Linked DNA regions of Rattus norvegicus: region 2 is linked to region 1. Evidence: chromatin contacts called from public Hi-C data. All regions are on one chromosome and are shown on one strand. The core of a region is the stretch at or near the end of the contact, and the rest is flanking DNA. Distances in the headings are between cores, read along the strand shown.

Region 1 (2,903 bases), core at 140-2,639:
CGCAGACGGCACAGGGAAGCACCAATGCAGTGCAGCTCAGTTCGGCCCACGCAGACGGCACAGGGAAGCACCCAGCTGCAGTGCAGCTCAGTTCGGCCCACGCAGACGGCACAGGGAAGCACCAATGCAGTGCAGCTCAGTTCGGCCCACGCAGACGGCGCAGGGAAGCACCAATGCAGTGCAGCTCAGTTCGGCCCACGCAGACGGCGCAGGGAAGCACCAATGCAGTGCAGCTCAGTTCGGCCCACGCAGACGGCACAGGGAAGCACCAATGCAGTGCAGCTCAGTTCGGCCCACGCAGACGGCACAGGGAAGCACCAATGCAGTGCAGCTCAGTTCGGCCCACGCAGACGGCACAGGGAAGCACCCAGCTGCAGTGCAGCTCAGTTCGGCCCACGCAGACGGCGCAGGGAAGCACCAATGCAGTGCAGCTCAGTTCGGCCCACACAGACGGCACAGGGAAGCACCCAGCTGCAGTGCAGCTCAGTTCGGCCCACGCAGACGGCGCAGGGAAGCACCAATGCAGTGCAGCTCAGTTCGGCCCACGCAGACGGCACAGGGAAGCACCCAGCTGCAGTGCAGCTCAGTTCGGCCCACGCAGACGGCACAGGGAAGCACCAATGCAGTGCAGCTCAGTTCGGCCCACGCAGACGGCACAGGGAAGCACCCAGCTGCAGTGCAGCACAGTTCGGCCCACGCAGACGGCACAGGGAAGCACCCAGCTGCAGTGCAGCTCAGTTCGGCCCACGCAGACGGCACAGGGAAGCACCAATGCAGTGCAGCTCAGTTCGGCCCACGCAGACGGCACAGGGAAGCACCCAGCTGCAGTGCAGCTCAGTTCGGCCCACGCAGACGGCACAGGGAAGCACCAATGCAGTGCAGCTCAGTTCGGCCCACGCAGACGGCACAGGGAAGCACCAATGCAGTGCAGCTCAGTTCGGCCCACGCAGACGGCACAGGGAAGCACCAATGCAGTGCAGCTCAGTTCGGCCCACGCAGACGGCACAGGGAAGCACCCAGCTGCAGTGCAGCTCAGTTCGGCCCACGCAGACGGCACAGGGAAGCACCAATGCAGTGCAGCTCAGTTCGGCCCACGCAGACGGCACAGGGAAGCACCCAGCTGCAGTGCAGCTCAGTTCGGCCCACGCAGACGGCACAGGGAAGCACCAATGCAGTGCAGCTCAGTTCGGCCCACGCAGACGGCACAGGGAAGCACCAATGCAGTGCAGCTCAGTTCGGCCCACGCAGACGGCACAGGGAAGCACCAATGCAGTGCAGCTCAGTTCGGCCCAAGCAGATGGTGGTTTGACTTTCACACGTGCTCCGCGGCTGGCGTCCTCGTCAGCAGTGTGTCTGTTCCAATGGGCTGATGGCCAGAGTCCTGTTCCTGTGACTCAGGGCAGCTACGCACCTCGCCCATTCACACAGAGGACTTTGGCAGCACCACTTACACAAGCTATGAGATGTGAATCAGCATTCTGTGGCGCCGTTTTCCTGTGTGTCCCCTGTGTTAGACTGGCCTGGCTCCAGCAAGGTTACATAAGCTATAAGCTATACAAGCTGGCCCACCACTGAGGAAGAGAACCGCCGAGCAGTCCCTTTCAGGAATACGACTGGTAGGCTGGAATGCAGACACCAGCCTGTGATAGCATTCTAGAACATCTGAATATTTTGGATAATTCTGCTTTCAAAATTAATCCAATGTAAATACATCATGGTCACTTTGTTTCAAAACTCTATAGAATTAAATGTACTGTACAATTAAATGCACAGACATTTCTTTCTATGTATAACCTCAATTATAGAAAATCCTCTCTATAAATGTATGGTGTGAAGTTGTCAGTTCAACTTGCTGGACATGAGCTACAGACACACACCCCCGTCCCCACCCACTGAAAGGGCCAGTGGCTCTGCCACAGCCCACGGGTCAATGCAGAAGTGCGAGGGAGAAACGCTTGGCCGTAAGACGTCAGCCCACAGCCTGGGCAGCTCATCCTACTGTCAGTCACGCTGAGTTGTAGGGAAGAATGGAGGGGAGCAAGCCGGCCCAGGCAAGGGAGCTGCTGTCACATACACGAACAGGCCCCTACTTCCCAGGCAAGGCAGACCTGGTGAGGGAGCAGTGTTTGGGGCCATGCTGACATTCTCCCAGAAGTGAGCATAGAGTGCATGTTACCTTGGGAATGAAAGTCATTTTGGTGAGCTTGGTCTTTTCTTTTCCTATCATATTCCTCCGCACTCATATTGCTCAGTCATAACCTGGGAAATAGCTTGACTTCTTAAGCAAAGTGGGGACTCTATCCCTCATGAGTTCTCACTATCAGGCTCTGCCACCCACTGTCAGCTGCTCCAGTTAATCCTCCGTTACAGTCCTGGACACTGGGATAGGGCTTTGGTAGCAGCAGCAAAGTCACCTATGATAATAGTAATAATGGTGAGGGGATGCTGAGCAAGCAGGACCAATAAAGTCAAGGACACATGTGTCCCTGTCTCTTCTGAGTCTGTGCTAAGCTAGATGTTCTTCAATGCGCTGTGGACTGTAGGCGAGCGGTCTGTCCACACCTCAGTGCCTCAGCTTCCCTGAAAGCTCAATGTGAACTCTGACACGGTGTGCTTTAGAGATGGGAGAAGACAGGAGTGTGGTATATGTGACTGACACAGTGTGCTTTACAAATGGTAGAGGACAGGAGTGCGGTATATGTGACTGACACAGTGTGCTTTACAAATGGTAGAGGACAGGAGTGCGGTATATGTGACTGACACGGTGTGCTTTACAAATGGTAGAGGACAGGAAGACAAGAGTACAGTATATGTGACTGCCATATGGCAGGTAACTTTGGGTATTCTGAAAGGGAAAAAGTAACTTATTTGGCAGCAAGAAAAAGCCCTGCCAGTGTGCATCC
Region 2 (2,903 bases), core at 164-2,663, 470 kb before region 1:
TCACTGGTTTGCTCCACATAAACTGTCTTCTAGATGGTATTTCCATCTCCCCCACCCCCTTTTCTTTTTTAAATGTGGTAAAAGGGATAAAATGACAGTTGTGATGGTTAATCTACCCAATGAATCGCGGGGGTCTAGGTAAAGCCACCCTGGCCACTGAGCTAATCTTCAACACCCACTGACCACCCCACCAGCCTTCTAATGCCATTATCAACCCTTAGATGAACATTCTAAATTAGAGTTTTGTTCGAAAAGGGTGTGAATCTGACCTTCGATGCTGGGAGGCCTGCGCCGAACGTCAGATGGCAAAGTTCTTAATGCACTTTTTTTTTTTTTTTAAAAAAAGGTTTCTACTTTCTTATGATTCACATCTTTGAACTCTGTCTTTACAGCCTTCCCTTTCACCAAAAAAAAAAAAAAAAAAAAAAAAAAAAAAAGCACCCGTGCATCCCTCCTCGTCAGTGGCCACCAGTCTCATCTCTGGCATACTCCACAACTGTCCCTGCTTATCCCATTGGAAGGAGCCAAGCGAAATCACCCAAAACAAAGGAAACTAACAAACGCACATACAAGCATGCCCCTTCGCTCCAACTTCTCGCCTTCTCTCTTTCAATTTAGCAGGCCGTTATCTACATGGTTCTTTATGTCTAACGAGTTCTTGGGAACGGATCATCGAAATGCACCACCTTCCTAAGAGGGAGAACTGAGACGGAATGTTGGGGGCTGGGGGACTGGTGACACAGTTCCGTAAAGAGCCCCATCGCTCATTCACTTGAAAAGACAGTAAGCCAGGCTATGACGAAGGAAAGGGATGGGGGCTCAGACCTCTTCTAAACAGTTGTTTGGTTTTCTTTTTAAGTGAATCAAATTTGGCCCTGTAACAAACTATGAAGTGCCTACTTATTTCTTATATACTCTGTAGACAGTCCCAATGCCACTTTAAATATAGATACGTAGCATATCCCTGTGACGCGAGCATACCTTGGAAACCCCAAATAAATTGTTCCTTTCTCTTCCCCACACTGTGACATAAAAAATCTAGGAATGGACTTTATGCAATAAAATACGGACCCTGAAACACCTAGTTGGGGAGACTTGATCACACACTGTCCACAGTCTATACCAAACGGGGGACCCATGCAAACACAGCCATGCGTGAATCTCACTACAGTTGTTTTACAAGTGCAGACTAGCTTCCGAACAATCTGAGATGTCTAAATTACGGGCCCCTTGCTTTATCAGTCCTCAGCGTCTGCGTTGGCGGCCAGAGCCTGCCTCTTTGTGGCCGTGCTCCCATTCTTAATCTGCATCTTTGTGTGCTCTGTTGCTAATAGGCAGCCTTCCCTGCCTCTCTCTCTCGGCTTCCCCAGCACGACCGCATCAGCACTAGTATCAAATTAACTCTCCGACTTTGAAACTTATTGATCTGCTATTAAGACACCAGTGAACTTGATGAAATGAGTGCTGTAGGTGCAGTCATGACTTCAAAGTCTAGCACAGCCACATAAAGCAAGTGCCTTTGATCCTAACTCTGATCTACTGAGGGTTTAAGGCCCAGTTCTCCCCAAGCTCCCCTTCACTCTCATCACGTCTGATGTCTCACCAACTAGTGACTTGATAATGTTAATAATGCAAATTTTACAAATGATTTTTTACAATGGCAAAATTAATTATATGAACTGCTGGTTTTTGCAGCCGGGGTCTCTGCTCTCCTCTCTCCTGTAAGATAACGACGGGGTGATTACGGTAACTCGGAGGAGGCCTGGCCCTCAGTGTTTCCAGACAGCTCTTCACTGTGTTCCCTCACCTTTCCTTTTTGCACATAAATATAATGTCCCTGATGGTCCCAGCGCCACCTTTCCCTTTTTGCTGTCTTCTCCTTGTCAATAGCTACCTTAAGAGTGGAAGGAGCTGTGGTTCCTGCATTCCTATCACGGTCAGTACAAAGTTCCCTTATATGTATGTAGGACTTTTGTGGGGCACAAATCCAGAGTTGTAGGATTTCAGACTCTCCACTACTGTTCTCCAATTAGGAATTACCTGAGGTGACAACTCAGGCAAGACCGGGAATGTGGTACGTATGCTCTGAGAAACGGCACTTTCGAAATACCTCCTCGTGTGAGCTGTCTGAACAACTTTGGATCCAAAAGTGATTTTCTTTTCACGGCCAAGGAAGATGTATTTAGACAAAGATTCTTTTCTCTTTTTTCTTTCTCTTTCTTTCTTTCTTTCTTTCTTTCTTTCTTTCTTTCTTTTTTTTTTTTGTAAATTCCTAGCATATATTTCAATCACAGAAAATCAAAATAAGGCTCATGTTCAAAGATGTATTAATATTAATTCTGCTTCAAGGTGACTTATAAAACATAAATATGTTATTACACTGCAGGTTGAAAAATAATCTGATATATAGCCAGAAGAGGAAAGTGTAAGGCTCCTGACATCTGAGTAAGGAGTCAATATCAGAGAACAAATCCTTTGCCAAGAGAGTTCTCTGTTTGTTGATTTTGGACAGAAGAACATAACTAGTTTCTAGTAAAACATACTCTACAATCAGAAATTGTATCTGACCCTTTAATTAATAGCATGTTATATAGCATTTGGGTGCTGGCTATTCCCAATCTATTAATTATAGGAAGAAAGTAATAAATGTGTTTTCCTCGATCAATATGGCAATATGTGCTCCCCATTTCAAACGGCAGAGCTGTCCCCACCCATGGCAACAGATAATGGGAGTTTAGAAGGGACAATCTTACTACTTGCCTTCAGTCGTGCGTGCACGAGAACACACGCGTGTTGGGGGTGTAAATCCAATTAGTTGGTTTTGCAGTGTTTCCCGAATCACAAAATGTTGGTGGTGGAAGTGACTGAGTTGGTACCTCTCCCCCCCCCCCCCCACCCCGTGA

Evidence for each region. A called contact is a pair of places that touch in the nucleus more often than the background predicts.
Region 2: a contact with region 1 is called in a Hi-C map of hepatocytes, with 1.9 times the contacts expected there. The contact joins two enhancer-like sites. A contact is called at or near these places in 6 of 12 Hi-C or Micro-C datasets (Schwann cells, frontal cortex, hepatocytes and 3 more).

Annotation. Positions count from the first base shown.
Region 1 is chr1:264,468,302-264,471,204 of GRCr8, reverse strand. All of the region lies in intron 5 of Vti1a (vesicle transport through interaction with t-SNAREs 1A), which reads right to left. Among named protein-coding and RNA genes, the nearest start is that of Vti1a, 110 kb to the right of the region's middle. Within about 2 kb of position 1,389, at least 21 of the 93 cell types and tissues checked have an H3K27ac peak or open chromatin away from gene starts, as enhancers often do. A contact at or near this core is called in hepatocytes, where this site is marked.
Region 2 is chr1:264,941,506-264,944,408 of GRCr8, reverse strand. The region is part of intron 5 of Tcf7l2 (transcription factor 7 like 2); the gene reads right to left. Among named protein-coding and RNA genes, the nearest start is that of Tcf7l2, 150 kb to the right of the region's middle. Within about 2 kb of position 1,413, at least 4 of the 93 cell types and tissues checked have an H3K27ac peak or open chromatin away from gene starts, as enhancers often do. A contact at or near this core is called in hepatocytes, where this site is marked.